Regions from separate parts of the Mus musculus genome. Here all the other regions are linked to region 3. The links are chromatin contacts, called in public HiChIP or PLAC-seq and promoter capture Hi-C maps. All regions are on one chromosome and are shown on one strand. The core of a region is the stretch at or near the end of the contact, and the rest is flanking DNA. Distances in the headings are between cores, read along the strand shown. Region 1 holds the start of Gprc5c (G protein-coupled receptor, family C, group 5, member C). Region 2 holds the start of Cd300ld3 (CD300 molecule like family member D3). Region 3 holds the start of Cd300lb (CD300 molecule like family member B). Region 4 holds the start of Cd300c2 (CD300C molecule 2). Region 5 has its middle 9.2 kb from the start of Gpr142.

Region 1 (4,163 bases), core at 311-2,810, 83 kb after region 3:
ACGCCGAGTCTTAGATCTTCTAAGCAATCAAGGGTCTGCTCTCCGCTTGGAATGTGCCCCACCCCCATCGCCAGCAGCACTCCCTCCCAGCCACAGAACAGACCTTGTTGGGGGGATGGGGTTCTCCAGGAGCACAAAGCCACGCTTCTATATATTCTCGTGTCTGTACTTCAGAATCAAGATCGTGAAATCTTAAGGAATGATTTAGAACTTTGTAAGTGCAAACGTGTGGGCGCGAAGTAGAAACGGAAAGCGCTCTGGAAAAACCAGGGGTGAATAAGGGGTGGGACCCAGAACATAGGCCTCTACACGGAGAAGCGCCGTAGGCCTCTGAAATTCCAAACTTCCCGCGGAGAGATCCTGAGCCTTCACCTCCCTATTCCAACTGGACTGTGTCAACACTCTACGCCCCTGAAAGTTCGAACCGAAAGAGCAAAGGACCAGGCTCTCTGTCCCTAATCCCTCTGGTCACAGAAACCTGCCCTCCCCACGCACTGCCGCGAAATAAGGAAAGGAAGCCAACCTACAGTCACAGTCGACCGTAGCCTCCCACTACGAGAGTGGATAGAGGAACAGCTCTCCGACACTAAGATCCCTTGCGGAACACCCCCGGCCGCAGAACCTGGCTTCCCCGAGCCATTAAATCCCCAGCTGGCTCGGGTTTGGAAACTTTCTGCGAACTTGTAGAGTGGGTGCATCGTCACCCACCCCTTGGGTTTTCACCGGGGGCCTCGGCCCTCTCCCTTTCCCAGCCAGCTGGACCCAGCCCTTCCTGCGGGCCGATGGCTAGGGCGGAGCGCCGAGGCAGCAGCCCTTACCTGGGACGCGCAGCCAGCCCGCTCCGGCGCCGCGCTCAGAGCCAACTTCGGCCCCAGGCAGGGCGCCGGCGGGCGTAGGAGGGACTCAAAGCAGGGCGCGGGGCCAGAGCCCGTTCAGGCGGGGGGTGACCAGGCCTGAGCAAAGGTGCGGGGGCCTGCCTCCCAGGGACCCCCGACTGAGCACTGAGCTAAGCGCGCTCAGTGGCTCGCTCTCCCGCCCGCCTCCCCAGGCACAGTGCTCCCCTCTCTCGGCCAGGGTGGGCCGGGCTGCATCACCGTGACATCACCTCCATTCCCGGCGCTCCTCCGGGGCCAGCAGCGCTCCAGGTACGAGCAATCCTAATCCCCAGTAACAAAGCGCGCCCGGCCCTGCCCCCTCCGACTCACCTCCAGGCTCGGCCGACGCGCACTTTCGGGTTGGGAAAGGCGATCGGAGTTTCTGGCCAAACTGACTAGTGGGTTGTTGCTGTTTACTGCCACGCCCCCGCACGCGGGCGCGCGCGCACTTGCGCGTACTCACTTTCTGGATTCGCCTTTCTCTCCCGAAAGAGGTTCGGGGTGCAGCTCAGTACACCCCTAGGCTGCATCTCCCAGCGATCGCACGCACCCACAGACTCACGGTGGCCACCTTGGCGCGTCTACCCGTGACAGACACCCAACCTTTGTCACTTTCGTCCTGGCTTTCCCATGAGACACATGCCTGGCACAGTTCGCTGCTCCGGGCTGGAGCGAGGAACACACTAGGACACAAAGTCCGTCTTTGTCACGGCTCCGCGCCCCCTCCCCTAGCGAGCTTGCACACGTGGACACAGCGCACACGGAGCGTCCTCCTCTTTCGTGCGTGATCCTTCCCGAAGAGCCCAGTCTCCAAGATCACGAGGGAATGTCACGGCGCACGTCCCTAAATCTGTGGACTGAGTCCAGAACCCCTGCGGGCTGTTGGCCGGAGTCTTTGTCGGCCTGACTACCCCACGCCCGAGTTTCTTACAACGCGGGCTCCCCTCCCCGCGTCCCGGTTCCCTGTGGTGACCTGTCCTAATTAGCCTCTCAGTTTTGTTCCCGAGGTAGTGTTTAACAGGATCCCTGTGGTCTGTGCGCTCCTGGCCACGTTGTTGCTGACTCTAAGTCCAGCCTCTCCCGAAGTCTGAAGACCTTTCCACGAATTCAGATTCCCCTGAACCACACCCCCACTCCCTGCCCGGGCGGATCCACCCTTTCTCCTCCAGCCCCGGGAATCTGCTGAAAAGAAACCGCAGAAATAGGGAAGCGAATCCCAGCTGAGGCCTATCTGGCCCAGTAAACAAGAGATTTTTTTCTTTCCGGCCACTTTCTCTGGGGACCTGGGATCCCGCGGGAGTGAGTTGTGCTGTCTTTGGAGCACTGAGTGGGTCTGGTTGCATTGCGCTGTATCCCCGTAGGGGACAAGTCGCAAGAGCAAGGGAGAGGTTGTTGGGCCTGACAGGGGCCTTGGGGACTCTGGGGGAGGGCAGGGAGTCGGGTCTCAGGGTGCGGGTTCTCGCGACGCCGAGTTGCCTGGGGGATCGCCAGGAGCGCGGTCGGAGCCAGCCGGTGGCTGGGCAGGCTGCAGGGCGTGTTTGCTCAATCCTGGGCTCCCGCGAGGAGGGGGGGGGGGCGGGGGGGCGGGAGGGGGGAGGCAGCTGGTCACAGGCGAGGGGATAGCCAGGTGGAGGAGGTCAGGGAGCTAGTGACCCGTACCTCCCCGACTGGCTGTGTGTTTGAGTACCTCCATCTATGACAACCTGGAGTCTAAACTCAATGAATCACCCGGAGTTGCCGGAGCGATAAAACCTTCGGCCGGTTCCTCCTCACCGCTCTGTTCTTTTCTGACTCTAGGAGGAATGTTTATTTAAGGGGGGTGTGGGGGGGAGAAGCCTGTGGGGCCCAGACTTTCTAGAACCCTGAATCCTTTCCTGTGCCCTGTAGTTTCTGTCAGGTCTGGGGAATGTGGCAAAGCTCGAACTATTTCAGTGGGTGGCTGCTGTGGGGGTACCCGCTCCCATTCCTAAATCCACCTCCCAACCCAAGGTTAGAGATCTAAGGCTCAGGTGTCAAGGCTTGAATGGAGCAGGCAGTTAGTGCCCACGCTAGCTAGAAAGGCAAACAGACTGGTTAGACCTAAGTGAACGGTGAAAGTCTCCCTGGCCTCTGCCTGGTTTTCATTAACTAGGTGACCAATGCCTAACTCTGCTGAGGGCTTTTTGGCATCTGTGAAAAGCCAGCTTGGGGGGGGGGGGGGCTGGGGGGGTGAGTGTCAAGACCCTGCAAAGGATCTCAATTTTCTGTCTTCTCTTTTCCCTACAGTCTCCAAAACTATATGACTGGTTTGCCCTGCTTGGCTCACACCTGTAGCTCTAGCCCTTGGGGAGAAGAGGCAGGCTGGACTACATAAGATTCTGTCTCCAAACAAAACCACACTCTTAGCCCCTGCTTCCCACCGGGCAGGGTTATCTATCCGGCCTGGTCACACACTGAGAGTCACTTAAAAGGGACTGTCCCACTGGGGCTGAGCCCTGCCCTCAGCTAGCCTTGTGAGGCAGCTGGTCTTAGAAAGGAGGCCAGTATCTGAGAACTCTTAGCTCTTCCCTGTTCTCTAAGGCCCCCTTCTTGTAACAAAATCTGCCTTCAAAGGACAAAGCAAGTCCCTGGGGCAGATGGCTCCCACCTCTGCTTCTCCCAGATCCCTGCTCTGCTCTGCTTAGGTCTTTGGAGAAAGAGTTGGGGACCAACAGAGGAACGTTCTATGGACCTTCTCTGACTCCAGCCACAGGAACATCTATGATCCCTAGTGCCTCTCACCCTGATTGAACCCAACATTGCTCTAGCTGCTCTGTATACTTGAGTTCCCGCTGAAAGGCAGGCTGACACCATCTTTGCTCACTTGGCCCATCTTTGAGCTGCCAGAGCCCTCGTTCCTGGAGTCTTAGAAGTGCCACCCACTAGCTGTGTGACAGATCAAGTCATTCCACCCCTCTGAATCCCCTTTCTTTCCTCTTCTGGAAAATGAAAGTAATAACTCCCCCTCCCACCCCTCACGAAATACAACATGTCTAAAATGTTCCCCCCACCACCACCATTCAAATTTACAGGCTGGTCTGAGGCCAGACTCTTCTTCCCTGTGGGATGGTCGAGCCCTCTGAGCCGTAAGGCAGAGATAGTTGTGCTGGAACCCCACACTAGCTGAAGCTGCTTCCCCAGCAATCATCAGTTCCATTTCAGCATCACTAGGGAAGGCTTGCTGGCTGTGCTCGGCTGACCCCTGCTCTGTGCTGATGTTTCTGTCTTCAAGCTTTGTACCTTCTACCCCAAGTCTCTGTCTGAGCAAAA
Region 2 (4,334 bases), core at 1,447-3,946, 110 kb before region 3:
TTTAGAGTTCTCTGCATACTATACACAGAAGTCTTTGTCCATATCTTATCTAAATCTCTGGCTTGTGTTTTTATCCTCCTCATAAGATAGTTTACTGTGAACAAAATTAGTCTTTGTGTGTTTCTATGTGTATAGTGCACAGGTGTGTTTGTGTGCACATGTATGTGTGGGCACACTTGCCTGCCCATGCATGTGTGGAGGCCAGAGCTGACCTTGATTGTTTTCCTATATTACTTTGTAACTTATCCTCTCACAGAATCTGGAGCTTGCTGTCTGAGCTTGACTGCCTGGCCAGCAAGTGCCCAGAAATGCCCAGGAGTCCCCTGTCACACTCAGTGCAGAGATTACAGATGCATGTCACTGTACCCAGGTTTTATGTAAGTACTCGGGACCTGAACTCAGGTCCTCATGGTTAAAGGACAAGCGCTTTACCCATGAGCCATCTACCTGGTCAAAACGTTTTAAACTTTAATGGCACACAATTCATCAAATTTTCTTTTAAAGGTTATGATTTTGGTGCCACTTATAAGAAATTATGAGTTGCCTCATATTTGTTCCAACTTTTAAAAAGTTTTAGAGTATCTATCCTCTCCCCCCTCTCTCGTGTGTGTGTGTGTGTGTGTGTGTGTCTGTCTGTCTGTCTCTCTCTCTCTCTTTCTCTGTGTGTGTGTGTGTGTGTGTGTGAGAGAGAGAGAGAGAGAGAGAGAGAGAGAGAGAGAGAGAGAGAGAGAGCAAGAGAGCATACAGAGGCTACGGAGGGTGTGAGCCGCCCTGCTCCATGGCTCTCTGTTTTATTCCCTTGAGACATATTTTCTCCATGAACTGGAGCTCACTGCTTTTTGGCTTTTTTGGCTAGGCTGATAGCTAACATGCCTGAGTTTGGTAGTTGTTTAATTTAACATTTCAGCTCATGAATCATGATTTATTTGGGGTTTCTTGTTCGGCACAGGAGGAAGGACATTCTAGGCATTTAGTTTTCTAGCGTGTGGATATCTGATTGTTTCAACGGTGTGTGTTAAACTCACAATCTTCCACTTTTTTGTCAAACACAAGTCAAGCACATTTGAATGGGAGATGAATTACATTATCCAGAGCCCAGGGAGAAATGAAGCCACAAAAAGATGAGATCTGAACTAAAGACAGAGCCCTACAGTGAAACTTACACAGACAATTGCCCTTAAAAATACTATGAGCAAAACAGAATGCGCCTGACAGTTCATGAAGAATCTCGGGCAACAGTCTGCAACCCTGACTAGAGAATGGAAACTGCAGAGCTGTGGGAGTGTGCCTAGAGCCATATGGTGCTCCCAGCAGGCCTGGGGACTGACCTTCTAAGGTGCACAGATGGACCTGCAGGGATGAGGTGGGGACCAGTCAGCAGGGCAGATTCAGCTCTTTCCCTGGGTGGTGTCACATCTTCTAGTCTTGTTCTTATAATAATCAATGAGATAGGCTAAGACCCTTCTCTATGGCCCTTTATGTTCTGGCTGTAAAGTCTTTAAAATGTCCTTCCCCAAAGTCCGGGTGTTCTGGGATGGCTTCAGCCAGTAGATGGCAGTGTGGTTCTTGATTTTTTTTTTTTTTTTTTTCTTCAATAAGCATCTTACAGACCTCATCCTAGAGCTTATATATGTGGTTGGTTGTACCTCCTAATTCAAACTTCTCTGTGCACACCCTCAAAGTCATATCTACAGGTGAGTCTCCTGGGTGACTTCAGGTCCAGTCAAGTTGACAATGAAGATTAGAGATCATAAGCATTCCGTGTGTGTGTGCACGTGTGCACTTATGTATGCATGTGTGTGTATGTGTGTGTGTGCATTTATAAATTTCTTCCCATGAAATTTTGATACCAAAGATACAGCATACCTATATTTTTCTACACTTGCAAGCTTATGTTCTACAGCAAAACTCTGTCTTATAGAAACAGAAGCAGGGTTTGTGGATTCAGGTCAGTGGGTACAGTGCTTGCCCAGCACTCTTGAAACCACAATTTGAGTCTTCAGCCCCTCATAAAACCGAGCATGCTGGGGAATGCCTGTAGCCCCAGGACTTTGATGTTGGAAAAAGGAAAATGAGAAGTTCAAGGCCAGCTTGGGCTCCATGAGACGTCTCCTCAAGCCCACACTCTCTCTCTCTTTCTCTCAGCCAATGCCTGAGGCCCTAGTAGCCATTGTGGTAGATGCCCCTGGCCTGCTCTGAGGCCCATATCTAGATAAATCCCTGCTGCCCCAGGCTGAGCCTTCAGCAATGCCCTCTGCCAACCAGGGCTTAGCCTAGGCTACTGCCATGGGCTTAGCCTGTGCTGCCTTGTGCTCCCTTGTTACTGCAGCCAACCTGCCTTTGGTTGCTCTCCTCTGCTAGGATCCCCTGCAGCTCAGTTACCTCCCAGGTAAGGGGTTTGCTGTATCCCATCCTTTGTGTCTGTCTCTGCCGATCTGTGTGTCTGCATCTCTCCTCGTGATTCCCATCTGTCTTTCAAGTTTATGTCTCACTTTGCATTTTTCAGTAGAGGAAGTTCCCTGTTTACCCAGCTGTCCCTCACATGTCCTGACTTGGTCATCTCAAAGATTGGCATCATCTTTCTTCCTGTATGCAAAATTGAGAAGTTTTGTCAAGGAAGTTACTGAGAGAAGTGAATGAGAGAGACCTAAAAGAAACTCAAGCTGAGTTGCAAGTCCTCACAGGGTGCTGTCCTCTGTTGCCACCAAGGACAGGAGAGGAGACAAGACCATGTGGCAGTTCCCAGCTCTGCTCTTCCTTTTCCTCCCAGGTAAGTAGCAGGGGCTTTAGACACTTCCATGTCAGTGGTGAGGGCAACAGAGACCGTCTGCTCTGGCTTAGGGAAACCTGGCTGATCCATTCACCAGCTGCTTACCCCCAAAATAAAAGGCAAGGTTTTTTGACATCTGATGGATTCTGTGGGTATTGCAGAAAAACCAAAACCAAAATCAATTTAAAAATAAAACAAATAAAAGCCAAAAACAAACCTTCCAATGTGTTTCTCAACCCTAGCTGCTCCATGAAAGCTGATGAGTGAGTGGATGAACTAATTCTTACAAAATGTATTTTGGGTTTCATGTTTGGCACATGCAGCCTAGGATGCCCCTGAACTTGTGATCCTCCGGACTCCACCCTCTGAGTGCTGGGATTTCTAGCATGCAGCTCCATCTCCCATTCCATTGTGAGCTTTAGTTGACACAGTAATGAATACTTACAGGGGCTGGACGTGGTGGTGATTGCCTTTAATGCCTTTAATCTCCATGGGGTGTTTTGAAATAGTCAGTTGTCAGACATGTTTTTCATCCTTCTCATACAACACTAAAAGTTGTCATTCCCATCAAATGACAGACACCCCTGTGTCCCAACAGCTCTCCTCTATGCTACAAGCACTCTCCTGTCTTCCCTAATACCCTTCCCAGCCTGATAACCTCTCTTGTTTTCTACTCCTTTGAGGTTTACTTTTGTTCTTTTGAGAAGAAAAAGTGCCTCTGTGGTGTATGTATGTCTAAAGGGTTGTGTGTATGTCTCTCCGTGTGTGTGCACACACGTGCACGTGCTCTCAGGTGCACACATACATGTGGAGATTGACATTGGGTCGTTTTCTCTATCACTCTCCACCTTGTTTGTTCAGACATGGTCTCCCGCTGCTCCTGAGCTCACAGATTCAGCCCATCTGGCCTGTGACCTCCAGGATCCCCCTGTCATTGGGGTTACAGGCACCCCCACCTCACCTGGCTTTTCTTCCACCTGTTCTGGGGATCCAAACTCAGATTACACAGAAACGCTTTCCAGACAGGTCTGTCTCCCTGGCTCCCTAGCCACAGAGAGTAACTTTTTAGCTTTCACACATCAATAGGAATGTGTGGCAGCATCTTCCTGTATCTGATTTATTTCAGTTCCTCAAGTCTCTCCCGTGGGCTGCAAATGGCAGAACTCAATCCCTTCACGATGATTCTCCATTACATTCATGCACCACGATCTGCTATCTGTTCACTTGTATCTACGTGACTCTGTGCCATGGCTACTGTGAACACTGCCATAGTAAACACAAGGGGAGATGTCTCTTCCACATACTCGCTTCATGTCTCTAGGCTGCGTGTTTGCTTTCTGTTACTGTGATAAAGACATCGACCAACAAAAAAAAACCTTGGAGAGTAAAAGGCTTATTTGGCTTAAAGATCCAGATCACACTCCATCATGGAGGGAAGCCAGAGAGGGAGCCCAAGCAGGGCAGAAACCTGGAGTTAGGAACTGAAGCTGAGAGCATGGGAGAGTGTTGCTTGCTGGCTTACTGCTCATGGCTTATTCAGCATGTTCTCTTATATTGTGTTACC
Region 3 (4,178 bases), core at 734-3,233:
TGCTCCAAGGCTGCTGGGAGGTGGTTGCTCATGGAGTCCAGAATTGATCTCATCAGATGAAGAGAAAGATGAGGGGAAGAATCTCAGTCCCCCATTTCCAGGTGGGGCTGGAGCTCAACTTCTCTGCACCAGATGATGTTATTCTCCACCGGTGAAATGAGCCAAATCAAAGAATAAAGGCAGGTTTGTTGGGTGCAGCTCTCAGGCAGGTTCACTGGTCCCAAGAAAGTCACCATGAGAAGGGAGACAGAGGGACGGGGAGGGGCCATAGAAAGAGAGAAAGAGCATGTGCAGGTAGGGAGAGGAAATGCAGAGAGAGGGAGAGGAGGGAGACCAAAATGTCTGGATTGTATAGGGAAGAGCTCCTGGGGAGGGGAAGCCCAGCCCCTGGGATGAAAAGCTCACAGAGAAGGTGGGGTATGCTGGCCATGCCCTATAACAGGCAGAGACTGAGGGGTGCTAGGAGAACTTGGGGGCCAGGTCCACTCTGGTATATTAACTATGCACCTCAGCTGCTTGTCCCAGGTCTGAAACCCAACAGAATCCATGGGTCTGCCACTGCTGAGGGCCAGGTCTAGATCCATGATCCTGCTGTAGCTGGGGGTTGTGTTGATGTCTGTGGCCCATGGTCTGTGCTGTTACCTGAGGCCATGTTGATGTTGGAGGGCCATGCTGACACCTGCAGCCACGTTGATGCCCTTGGCCTGTGCTGCTGGCAGGGCTATGATGGTGTCCATACCCTATGCTGTGGCAGAGGGTCATGTTGATGTCTGGGGTCTGTACTGCCACTGGAGACTGTGTGGATGTCTGTGGTCCATGCCATTGCCAGAAGCCATGTGGAAGTCCATGATCCCTGCTTCCATTGACTGTGAAGGGCAAGAAAGCTACTCTTTCAGTGGTATCAATGGCTGAAGACTCATTGAGAAAGTGTGACATAGAAAGAGTCTGTGACAAATCCTACCTCTACCACACCCCTCAAAAAAGTAACAGTTTAGACAGAATGGCATTGAAAAGAAGTCTTAAAAACTGTGATGAGGATGTGGAACTGTAGTTCTCACAATTGATGGCCTCAGCTGGGGTACAAACAGAGAAGGACTCAATTTTCTTTAAGGGGCTGGCCACTGGGAGTGTGACCATGTTCCAATGAGTGTAAGTTGTTTTCTTACTTTCTTTCTCTCTGTCTGTCTCCTCCTCCTCCTCCTCCTCCTCCTCCTCCTCCTTTCTCTTCTGCCTCCTCTTCTTATTCTTTCTTCTCCTCCTCCTCTTTATCCCCCTCCTCTTCCTTCATTTTGCAGGAAAGGTCACAAGAGTGAGGGGCAGACCTGAGAAGACTGGGAATTAAGCTTGATCAGGGTTTATGATGTGAAATTCCCAAATCATCAATAAAAATATTTTGGAAAAACGAACAAAACTGCCATATCAAGACAATTTATAGACGAGATGATTGATTTGGGCTTCTGTTTCTGAGGGATTAGAGTCGATCATGGTAGGGAATCCTGACAGCAGGCAGCAGACACAAAACAGGTGAGAGCGCAAGTAGGGTGCAGAGAGAGGCTACTGGGAATGCCAGGAGGCTTTGAAACCTCAAAGTGACATACTTCCTCCAGCAGGGCCATATCTCCTAAAGCTACCCAAGGAACATCATCTACTGGGGATTAAATATCCAATGCCAGGTGTGCTGAGCACAGCCCACTAACACGAGCTGAGACTCTCAGCTGCTGGGCCCATCATTATAGCATAGAACCTTTCTGGATCCAATATCCAGAGTGCTCTACCCCTTAACCCAAGACCAGATTGTCCAGACTTCCCCACCACTGGTCTACAGGCTTCCCTCCTTTGCCTCTGCTTGCCCTGCACAGTTCCCTGGCCTCCTCGTTTCTACTGAGTGACCCAGCTCTGGCATTAACTGATGTCTCTTGTGCTGAGTAACTGACGGCAGGAAACACCCACGCTATAAAAGGAAGCTTATGAGTAAGACACTCAGAGGCAACCTGGACAAACAGAACGAGTCAGCTGAGATCTCCAGGGCTTTGGGTATCCCGCTGAGATTTGGATTTGCTGCTGGCTGTTCATCAAGGAGTGCAGCAAAGTGGGAAGGCAGGACCATGTGGCTGTCCCCAGCTTTGCTTCTTCTCAGTTTTCCAGGTATGTTCAGCTACGGCCTGGGGGGCTTGGGACTGCAGGTGTAGAGTGGCAATAGAGGGCTCTGTCCCAGGTTTAAGGAGAGCTGCCACCTTCAGGGAAATGTGGGGTAGCTCTGTAGCTTCATTCAGCAAAAGGACGCTGGGCTCTACACTGTGCCAGGCATGGGTCAGGACCTGGGGACGTGAAGGGAAAGGAGAAATGGAGGTGACCATTAAAGGAGATTCCAGATGCTCTTGTAGGTGAGACATGCAGGAAGAAGCACAAGAAAAAAGAGCTCAGGGGAAAGAGCTGGTACCACGGAGGGAGCTACAGAAAGCTCTCCTGAGCCAGCTCCTTCCATACCTCAGAAGGAAGCAGATCTTTACAGCCCTTGCAGCAAGCAGAACATGCACTCCGGGGAGAGGGCATGGCTTGGGGGAAGGACTTACAGGCTTAGAGCAGCTGCCACACCCATGCAAAGGGAGCACTCAGTGGACAGGTCACTGAGGGGACACTGGCTAAATGTGAGTTTGCAACTGCATAAAGGTAAAACGAGGGACAATAGCGGGTGCCTGTACCACTGGGCTTGTGTCTGAGATCCAGGCCCCCCAACTAGCTGCCTGCACTCTAAACCTCAACACCGGGCTTTCCTAGACGCCAAGCAGGCCAAGAGTGAGCTCTGCCATGGCTTGCACACAAGTAGAGCAATGCTCACTAGTATACTCAAAGGCTGCACATCTACACACAGTCCGTACATCTACACACTCTGTCCGTACCTCCAGGATCACCCGCTCACATTCACACTCTTTGATTGGTTGGTTGGTTGGTTGGTTAGTTTTGGGGAGTTTTGTTTGCTTGTTTGTTGTTTTGTGGGATTTGGTGGGGATGGGTTTTTTGGTTTGGGGGGTGTTTTTTGTTTTTGTTTTTTAGTTTTTTAGCAATGGAAACAAAAACACACCTAAAAGTGAAGCTTTTGGAAAAAAAAATTGTTCTTCCCTGTCTTTTATTGGTCCTCAAATTTGACCTTGGCCTCCCCAGGCCTTGTGTTTCAGAGCTGAGCCTCTGAAGGCACCCTTGTTGACAACAGTTTCATTCAAGAGGATATCCACAGAGTCCCTCGTGGGTATGGGCTGTAGCTGTAAATTTTCACAAAGGACTTGATCTTGGATCTCTTGGCGATCTTCTTCTTGCCCATGGCAGCTGTCACTTTTAGTGATCAATTCTAGTCACCAGGGCATGTCTATAAGGACCGTCTGGTGTGCGTCCATCATCAATGTTCCTCATGATGACAGCTTTGCGTCCTGAGTAACATCTAGCCAGGACTGGCACCACTTTCCCTGGTTTTGTGAACTTGCCCATTTCGACAGCAAGCAGCCAGCGCCCAGCAAAAAGGAGTATTCACACTCTTAAGAAGCCATAAGCTGAGACCATTCACAAAAAGGATTTTATTCTTTTGGTTTATTATATATGTATGGGTGTTCTACCTGTGTGTATGTAAGTGTACATACCATGTGTGTGCTTGGTACCTACAGAATCTAGAAAGAGGTTATTGGATCCCCTGAAACTGGAGTTATGGATGGTTGCAAATTACCATGTTAGAGCTGGGAATTGAACCTGGATGCTCTACTAGAACAGCCAGTACATTTTGTTTTGTTTTGTTTTGTTTGTTTTTTGGGGGTTGTTGTTGTTGTTTTGTTTTGCTTTTGGTTTTTTTCTGAGACAGGGTTTCTCTGTGTAGCCCTGGCTGTCCTGGAACTCACTCTGTAGACCAGGCTGGCCTCAAACTCAGAAATCCGCCTGCCTCTGCCTCCCAAGTGCTGGGATTAAAGGCGTGGGCCACCACCGCCCAGCGAGCAGCCAGTACTCTTAACCTATCTCTCTAGCCACCCACCCTCCTTTTTTGAGATAAGGTCTTACTGTATAGCCCTGACTAGCCTGGAGCTCACTATGTAGACCAGCCTGGCTTCAAACTCCTAAAGATCCTCCTGCTTCTGCCTTCCTAATTCTGGAATTAGAGGCATATGCCACTATACTCACTTCATTAGGTAAATTTT
Region 4 (4,173 bases), core at 428-2,927, 68 kb before region 3:
TGTAGGCATAGACGTGCTGGTTCTGAATATCCCACCCACTTACTGTATTAGGACACATTGAGAGCTCATTGGATACTGTGGTGGTTTGATAAGAATGACCTCCCACCCCTACACCCCCCAACCCTGCTCATTTATTCGAATGCTTCGTCACCAGGGAGTGGACAGGGTTTGAAGGAGGAGGAGGTGTGGCTTTTGGGGAAGAAGTGCATTACTCTGGGTGGGCTTAGAGGTTTAAAAAGCTCACACGCATCTCTCATCTGTCATCTTTCTTCTCTCCCTTCTTTCTCACCTCTCTCTGCCTTTCTCTCTCTACCTGAAAATCAGCATGTCACTCTCTGCTATGTCTCCAGCTCCAGACCTGCCATGTTTGCCACCATGCTGACCATGATAACAATGGACTCAGCCTCTGAGACTGCTACACCAGCCCTGGCTAAATGCTTTCTCTTATACTAGCTGCTGTGGTCATGGTGTCTCCTCGCAGCAAGAGAACAGTGAGTAGACACAGATAGCAAGCATGACCATGTCTTAGAGTCCCATAATGAATGCACAAAGCACTTTCTGAGCTCTTGTTGATCTGATATTCTGTAGAGCATAAAGAAACAGTGGACATGGAAAAATGCAGGCAGATACCCTGATGGTCAGTCAGTGAGAGCCAAGAAAATGATACAGTGAGAGAACATCTGTATTCTGTGTTAGTAGGGAGAACATCTGCATTCTGTGTCAATGGGGATTGGAGTGAGTGACATAAGACTGGATACCCAGAGGAGAGTCTAAACCCAGGGAATCTTAAGGGCAAAAGGTCTCCCCCAAATGTCACCACAGCCTGCAGATATTGCTGTAGATCAGAGGGGTGTAGGTACCTCTATGGTCAGGCAGGTCACCAGGCTCTTGGATTCCGTCTTTTCCATCTTCTCCAACATGAAAGGGAAGGGGATGGCCAGCACTGGGAAACTGAGTCATCAGAAAGGAGTGATCTGAGGTCATTCTTTCATTCTACCACACAACACCTACTCGAAATCATGCCCATGTCTAGGTATGGGGCCCAGAGACTCAAGAAGACAGAGCTGCCATGCATGATGGCTCCCATCTAGGCCTGGCACTCAAGGGATGGGAGATTTCTCTGAGTTCAAGGTTAGCTTCAGCTAAATACTGCATTCAAGCCCAGGTTGGGCTGCAGTGTGAGATACTGTCTCAAATAATCAGGGCTGTGGATGCATCTTAGTCAGCAGAGAGCTTGTCTGGCATGCGTAGAGCCCTGGGTTCAGCATGGATGGGCTGTGGTGACAAACACCTTACACTGCTGGACTCAGGAGATGGAGGTAGGAGAATCAGTTCAAGGTCCTCCTTGGCTACATAGAGGCCATCCTGGGCTAGATATGCTGCCACAGACAAACAGCACCCCAAACAGAATAAGACGGAAGAAAAGAAAGCTGTGACCTACAGCTCTGTACTCTTTTGGAGGATACAGCACTCAGATAAACTCTCATTAAGGGATAGGGTCACAGCATGACCTTGATCAGTAGTGTAAACCTGGAAACAGTTCTAGGGACGCCATGGACAAATAGTGCCCTATAATCTGCATTTTGAAGGAGATGGTTCCTCTGTGGTCACAGAGCTAGAGCAACAGAAGGGAAGCTTTTCAATCCACTCAGGAAGTGTGTGTCGCAGAGGGTGGACAACCTGACCGGAAATGGAAATGCCCCTCCAGGGCTCTGGCAGGAGCAGGGAAGCCCTCGGGTAAGGGCTAGGTGACAGATGGCACCCTCAATCCACAGCAGTGGTTGTCCCCACTTATTCTGTGTGGTAGGAACCAAAGCCTCTAAGGCCTGGAGTATTAACAGAGCCCTTCCTGCTACTGTTCATCTGGAGCCTCACGTAAGAGCACGAGACCAGGAAGCAGAGGACAGAAAGGAGAACTAGGCAAGAGAACATTCTACTGTCTAGACTGAGACAGATCCTTCTCCACTCTTGGCCCTGATGTGGGCACAGGTGACAGCGGAGCTGAAGAAATGATTCCCAGAGTAATAAGATTGTGGCTGCCTTCAGCTCTGTTCCTCTCTCAGGTCCCAGGTGAGCATGAGCAGATGTGTAGGGTGTAAGCTTTGAAAGGAGAACTCCTGCTGTAAGTCTGACAGGAGGGGAGAGGGATGGGGAGGGGGAGAGGGAGAAGGGGGGGAAGGGGAGGGGGAGAGAGTGAGGGAGAGGCCAGCACAGGCAGAAGGGTCTAGAGAGAATCAGGAGGGTAGGGCTGGGGTTGGGTGGGGCCCAGGACCATCAGCATCTGCTCCCCAGGTACTGCCAGGTTTCTGTGCACAATACAGTCATGTCTACCACACCTGAGGCAGATTCAGGACAACTGGGAGGGTCACCTGTGACAGTCAGTGCCATAATCACATAATCTCTATTTATTTTATAATCTCTCTATGACCTCAGTCCTGACTCCTGCTCTGACAAAGCCTGTCTCCTTTCTCACTCTTTCCTAGAGACCAGAGGGTTTTTAAGAACTGACCAAAGGGAGGACTTACTCCCATCCAGCTGTCAGGGTGCAGAATTGAAGTTACTCTTTTCCAGGCTGTGTCCCACTGCATGGCCCCAGCACTATCACAGGCGCTGTTGGGGAATCGCTCAGTGTGTCATGTCAATACGAGGAGAAATTCAAGACTAAGGACAAATTCTGGTGCAGAGGGTCACTGAAGGTACTCTGTAAAGATATTGTCAAGACCAGCAGCTCAGAAGAAGTTAGGAATGGCCGAGTGACCATCAGGGACCATCCAGACAACCTCACCTTCACAGTGACCTATGAGAGCCTCACCCTGGAGGATGCAGACACCTACATGTGTGCGGTGGATATATCACTTTTTGATGGCTCCTTGGGGTTCGATAAGTACTTCAAGATTGAGTTGTCTGTGGTTCCAAGTGAGGACCCAGGTAAGTCCCCATAATGAGCATTGTAGCATCAAGACAGCTGAAAGTGGCAGGAATTTCTGGAGGAGGAATTCAGCTCAGAGCCTGGGAGTACATTATGTGTGATGAGGGGCAGATAGGGACAGAGCAACAGCCAGGGAGGCATCCTGGAGTAACTGCTTCTTGTAAGGGGGAAGGTGCTGGTCTGTCAGGGGACATGGGGAAGAGAGAGCAGAGTGTGGCCAGGGGACAGAGATCTGTATCCTGTGGGAGTGAACCATGGAAACCAGAGTTCATGGGTGTTCTGGGTGCTGAGCAGAGGTCAATAGGGGACAGATGGTGACAGTGCTTTGTTCAAAGAGAGCTTTCACTGGTGACATGCCAGCTTTGCAGTTAGCTGTCTCTGGCAGCCTATGACTGAGGCTGAAGGGGAGCAGACCTGGTGTGTGGTTTTGCCTCAGGAGGGTTGGGGTGGCAGCTCTGTCGTGTGTGCAAATGATCAGCTGATTTAGGAGGATCCCCCGACCTGATCCTTCCTTTGGTGCAAAATCAGCTCAAAACCAACCCATTGGCTGCTGATCAGGGTGGTGTATGCCTGAGATCTTAGCACTCAGGAGGTGGAGGCAGGAAGATCACAAGTTCAGGACAACCAGGGCTATAAACTCCCTATCAAGACCCTGTCTCAAAAAGTAAAAGAAAGAAAAGGAAGGAATGAAGGGAAGGAGGAAGGAAGGGGGAGGGGAGGGAGAAAGGGAGAGAAAAAAGAGGGAGGGAGGGAAGGAGGGAAGGAGGGAAGGGGGGAAGGAGGGAGGAAGACAAGAAGAAAAGGAAAAGGAGGAAAAAGGGGAAGGAGTAAAGTAGGAAGGGAGGGAAGGAGGGAGGGAGGAAGGAAGAGAAGGAGGAACAACAACAACAAAAAAAAAACCAGAGTGCACTCTCCCAGGTCTCTGGCCCTGACTCCATTCTCCATACATGAATGGTACCCCAGCTCATCATCTCCCCTCTCTCAAATGTGGCTCTGACCTGGGACAGAGTGCACACTTCCCTTCTGGGTACCAGCTTCATCACACAATTTGGAGCCTAGGGGCTTTTAGCATGGTGCTTTTCAGTGCCCTGAGGAACCCACTCACCTCCTCCAAGCTCCTCTGTGTCCCCTTTCCCAGGAACCATTTACTGCTGGAAGAAACTCAGAGAATCCCTCCAAGGTTCCCCTTCTGTGAACAGATGGTCAAGCAGGATGGAAGATAGGCTTTCAGTGTCTTTGCTCCC
Region 5 (3,981 bases), core at 470-2,969, 120 kb after region 3:
ATCATAGTCTATCACTGAGGGAAGCTGAGGTGGGAACCTGAAACCTGGAGACAGGAACTAAAGCAGAGATCACCTAGGGCCTCTGCTCACTGACTTTTTCTCCATGGCTTGTTCAGCCTGCTTTCTTAAACAGCCCAGGACCATCTGCCTAGGGATGGACTGTCCAGAGTGGGTAAGCTCTCCCACACCAGCCATTCATCAAGAACATGACCCCACAGACTTGCCTACAGGTCAGTCAGATAGAGGCATTCTCTCAGTTGAGGTTTCCTCTTTCCAGATGACCCTAGCTTATGTCAAACTGACCCCCCCCACCCAAAAAAAAAGTTGATTTTTTTTCTGGCTCATATATATTTATCTATATATTTATTGTTATGTGAGACAGTGTGTCTTGTATCTCAGGCCAACTTTGAACTTGCTATGTAGCTGAGGCTAGCCTGGACTCCTCTTTTTCCTGTACCTTCCAAATGCTGGGATTATAGGCACAGGCTCATGTGCCACCATACCTGTCTCGTCATTTTTTTTCTTTTTTTTTTTTTTCGAGACAAGGTTTCTCTGTATAGCCTTGGCTGTCCTGGAACTCACTTTGTAGACCAGGCTGGCCTTCAACTCAGAAATCCACCTGCCTCTGCCTCCCAAGGGCTGGGATTAAAGGTGTGTGCCACCACTCCTGGCTCTGTCTCGTCATTTTTAATTCAGTGCTGGGCAGGCACTCTACTGACTTGGCTAAATCTTGAGTTTGGTCTGTCTGTCCATCTGTCCATCTGTCTGTCTTATCTATCTATCTATTGTCTGAGCCAAGGCCTTTGTGTATTGTTCAAACTGGCTTCAAACTCATTCCATAGCCCATGCAGTTCTCAAACTCTGTCTCAGACCACCCCCCCACCCCCCCCACCCCCCACCCCCGTCACCATCTCCAGCCTTCTAGGCTCTTTGAATAGAATCTGGGGACTCCGGGGAGAGGTCTCAGTCAGAGGGGATGGATATGCCATCACCAGGTCCCCAGTGGACTACCTTTCCTTCTGCTTCAGTCTGCCTACAAGCTTGCCCACACAAGGAACTACATGAATTCATTCAGTAGCCTATCGTCAGAAGGGGTAAAAGACTCCCTGCTTTGGGTCAAGAAGAAGGGCCCTCTCCAGGCGGTGGTGGCACACGTCTTTAATTCCAGCACTTGGGAGGCAGAGGCAGGCAGATTTCTGAGTTTGAGGCCAGCCTGGTCTACAAAGTGAGTTCCAGGACAGCCAGGGCTACACAGAAAACCTTGTCTCAAAAAAAAAAAAAAAAAAAAAAAAAAAAAAAAGGAGGAGGAGGAGGAGGCAGAGACTCTGGGGCCTCTCAGGGATAATAGTGGTGGGGTTGGGATGCAGAGAGCCTGTTCTTTTCTACCTCTGTTCCTGACACATTGCGTGCCACTCCCTTGGAGAGCAGGATGCCCAAGTGCTGCCCAGGACAGAAACCATTCTCATGGGGTGGGGTAAGTGTCCTCATGGAGATGGGTTGGGGTAGAGCAAGTGAGACCCCAGAGACCCAGACAGGACCAAATGAGCCCAGATGGACTGAACTCCCTGTAGTGGAAAGGGAAACTACCATTGCTGAGGTCAGCAAGAGGACCTGGACCCTGCTGGTCAGATGAAAGGGATCTTCAAACAGCTGTGCTCAGGAAACCACTGTGTGTGTGTGTGTGTGTGTGTGCACGAGCACGTACGTGAGTGTGAAAAGGGTGGTGGAGGGGTGTGACTTCAGGATGGATGCAGAGACAGGGGGACAGCTGACTTTTCCCACCCTCTAACTCCCCTCTGGCTGTGGGCCCTGAGCCAGTCACTTGGATTTCCTTATAAAAGCCAGTTGAAAGCCTCTGACTCTTGTGCCTGCTGGGTCAGCCAGACAGTCCTGCAGCGCCCCCTGCTGGATAATCCAACAGGGGTGTCGGGTACTGAGACTGTAAAGAATACATGCTCTGGCCTAATAGGTGATTAGAATCCGGAGATACCCCCATACCAAAGACTATCCTATGGTCGATTCAGCACAGCAGCTGGGACAGCTAAGGGTCTCAGTTCAGAAGTTAGGACTGGGAATATAATCCAGCAGTGGAGTGATTGCCTAGCATGCACGAGGCTCCAAATCTCAGCTTCAGTGGGAGTTGTGTGTGTGTGCATGCTCATGGGTAAACGTGTTCACCAACACTAATTTGGAGTATGCTGGGTGGTTCAAAAAGGTCAGTCAACTAGCTACACAGTGAGTTTGGGGCCAGCCTGGGCTACATGAGACCCTTTCTCAAGAGCAAAACAAAAAGGTGAGTCTGTCAGCACCCTGACCCTGCACTTCAGAGCTGAGGGACAATTCACTTCTGTTGTTCGAGCCGCAGCCTGTCCAATGTTGTGATGTTAAGTCTTAGAAAATGAACGAGATGGGTCCAGAAAACCGTTCTTCAGCCAACTTCCAATCAAACCAGTAAAACCATATAAAGACTTGAGAAGAGCCAGCCAGCGGTGGCTCACACTTTTAGTCCCAGCACTGGGGAGGCAGAGATAGGCAGATCCCTGAGTTCCAGGCTAGCCTGGTCTACAAAGTAAATTACAGGACTGCCAGGGCTACACAGAGAAACTCTGTCTCAAAGCATCCTACCCCCTCAAGAAAAGAATTGGGAAGAAATGGGAGACCCTTAACAAGTAACCATCCCCCAAAGCTAATGTATCTAAATGATAGTATGGCGGACTGCCACGTGGTCCCTAGGAAGCCAGGACCATAAGAAAAGACTTGATGATTCCAAAGTGGGTTTTTCATAAGTCAGGATATTTCAGGAGGGTTAGGAGTGGGAGAGAAGGGGAAGGACAAAATGACGGGGAGGGGACCCCCCACCCCCAGTCCCTGCCACCAAGAAAACCACTTGAGACTTTATCAATAAGAAAAGATAGCTGGAGCTGGGCATGGTGGCACATGCCTTTAATCCCAGCACTTGGGAGGCAGAGGCCGGTGGATTTCTGGATTTCTGAATTCGAGGCCAGCCTGGTCTACAGAGTGAGTTCCAGGACAGAGTCAAGGCTATACAGAGAAACCCTGTCTCAAAAAACAAAACACAAAACCAAAAGAAATAAAAGATAGCTGGGTGGTTGGTGGCACATCCCCTTAGTCCCAACACTCAGGAGGCAGAGGCAGGTGGATCTCCGAGTTTGAGGCCAGCCTGGTCTACAGAGTGAATTCCTGGATAGCCCGGGTCACACAGAGAAAGCCTGGTTTGAAAAACCAAGAGGGAAAAAGGCTTAAAAGAAGGTGTGGAGGTTCACACGGTGATCTCAGCAGCTCTGATAGGAAAATCTCTCTATTCTCCTGCCAGGTCTAGGTCATCCTGAGCTATGTGGTGGATTCTGGGTTCTTTACCCCTCCCCCCAGTCCTTAGTCAAAATCGCACAAAGAGACAAGAACAGATCTTTTGGGGTGGGGTGGAATTGAATTTTTTTTCTATATAACTCAGGCTGGTCTCAAACTCATGATCCTCCTGCCTCAGCCTCTCACAAACTAGGATTACAGGTGTGTGTCAACTCGCCCAGCTAAGAGCAGATACATGACAGCCCTTGTCATTTACATGTCAGTGATGCACCTCACAAAATGATCTCATTTTTAGATTTCCTTTTTTTTTTTTTTTTGAGACAGGGTCTCACGTAGCTCGGGATGGCCTCACGATGACCCTGAACCCCCCACGCGCTTGCCTCCACCTCTGTAGTATTGAAATTACAGATGCATCACGCCCACCTACAAAAATGTTAGAAGTTGTGACCCAATGCATTTTCTCCTGATTTTGAAAACTCTTTTTAAAAACTTGTTTTGTATCTGTGTGTGTCGTGCAGTCATGTGTGTGCAGTCCTGAATACATGTGTGTATCCATGTGTGCGCGTATGTGCACTGTGTGTTTTCCCACAGCCAGTCTCCACCTTATATAGAGAGTCTCTCTCTCTCTCTCTCTCTCTCTCTCTCTCTCTCTCT

What was found. Promoter capture Hi-C pulls out the DNA fragments that hold promoters and counts their contacts. HiChIP or PLAC-seq counts read pairs in DNA pulled down with a chosen protein or histone mark. Capture Hi-C pulls out chosen DNA fragments and counts their contacts.
Region 1: a promoter capture Hi-C map of liver shows a contact between it and region 3. The contact joins the promoter of Gprc5c here to the promoter of Cd300lb in region 3. A contact is called at or near these places in 2 of 39 promoter capture datasets (the C10 cell line and neutrophils), 1 of 15 datasets of contacts at CTCF or cohesin (CD8 T cells), 5 of 484 Hi-C or Micro-C datasets (CD8 T cells, the HL-1 cell line, double positive thymocytes and 2 more), 5 of 115 datasets of contacts at active chromatin or transcription factors (embryonic stem cells, forebrain and pancreatic cancer cells) and 2 of 9 other capture datasets (adipose tissue and liver).
Region 2: a promoter capture Hi-C map of adipose tissue shows a contact between it and region 3. The contact joins the promoter of Cd300ld3 here to the promoter of Cd300lb in region 3. A contact is called at or near these places in 3 of 39 promoter capture datasets (the C10 cell line, macrophages and neutrophils), 2 of 484 Hi-C or Micro-C datasets (bone marrow-derived macrophages and nephron progenitors), 6 of 115 datasets of contacts at active chromatin or transcription factors (the HPC-7 cell line, bone marrow-derived dendritic cells, bone marrow-derived macrophages and 1 more) and 4 of 9 other capture datasets (adipose tissue, liver, macrophages and 1 more).
Region 4: a contact with region 3 is called in a promoter capture Hi-C map of neutrophils, with 3 times the contacts expected there. The contact joins the promoter of Cd300c2 here to the promoter of Cd300lb in region 3. A contact is called at or near these places in 8 of 39 promoter capture datasets (the C10 cell line, the HPC-7 cell line, cranial neural crest and 3 more), 48 of 484 Hi-C or Micro-C datasets (the AML12 cell line, the Ba/F3 cell line, the C2C12 cell line and 28 more), 6 of 115 datasets of contacts at active chromatin or transcription factors (the HPC-7 cell line, bone marrow-derived dendritic cells, bone marrow-derived macrophages and 2 more) and 4 of 9 other capture datasets (adipose tissue, bone marrow-derived macrophages, liver and 1 more).
Region 5: an H3K4me3 HiChIP or PLAC-seq map of bone marrow-derived macrophages shows a contact between it and region 3, with 2.4 times the contacts expected there. The contact joins the enhancer-like site here to the promoter of Cd300lb in region 3. A contact is called at or near these places in 10 of 39 promoter capture datasets (the 3T3-L1 cell line, 3T3-L1-derived adipocytes, the C10 cell line and 6 more), 4 of 15 datasets of contacts at CTCF or cohesin (embryonic stem cells, large pre-B cells, pro-B cells and 1 more), 13 of 484 Hi-C or Micro-C datasets (CD4 T cells, CD8 T cells, LSK cells and 7 more), 8 of 115 datasets of contacts at active chromatin or transcription factors (the HPC-7 cell line, the SCID.adh cell line, bone marrow-derived macrophages and 4 more) and 4 of 9 other capture datasets (adipose tissue, embryonic stem cells, liver and 1 more).

Annotation. Positions count from the first base shown.
Region 1 is chr11:114,848,929-114,853,091 of GRCm38.p6, reverse strand. Gprc5c (G protein-coupled receptor, family C, group 5, member C) reads right to left here and starts at 1,560. Exons shown (of 5, transcript NM_001110337.1): 1 at 1,206-1,560.
Region 2 is chr11:115,046,692-115,051,025 of GRCm38.p6, reverse strand. Cd300ld3 (CD300 molecule like family member D3) reads left to right here and starts at 2,696. Exons shown (of 4, transcript NM_199201.2): 1 at 2,696-2,770. The coding sequence starts at 2,731.
Region 3 is chr11:114,932,176-114,936,353 of GRCm38.p6, reverse strand. It overlaps Cd300lb (CD300 molecule like family member B), which reads left to right and starts at 1,983. Exons shown (of 4, transcript NM_199221.3): 1 at 1,983-2,145. The coding sequence starts at 2,106. It also overlaps the pseudogene Gm11699.
Region 4 is chr11:114,999,384-115,003,556 of GRCm38.p6, reverse strand. Cd300c2 (CD300C molecule 2) reads left to right here and starts at 1,677. Exons shown (of 4, transcript NM_134158.1): 1 at 1,677-2,070; 2 at 2,572-2,928. The coding sequence starts at 2,010.
Region 5 is chr11:114,810,734-114,814,714 of GRCm38.p6, reverse strand. No RefSeq gene overlaps it. Among named protein-coding and RNA genes, the nearest start is that of Gpr142, 9.2 kb to the right of the region's middle. Within about 2 kb of position 1,719, at least 23 of the 459 cell types and tissues checked have an H3K27ac peak or open chromatin away from gene starts, as enhancers often do. A contact at or near this core is called in CD8 T cells, the SCID.adh cell line and bone marrow-derived macrophages, where this site is marked.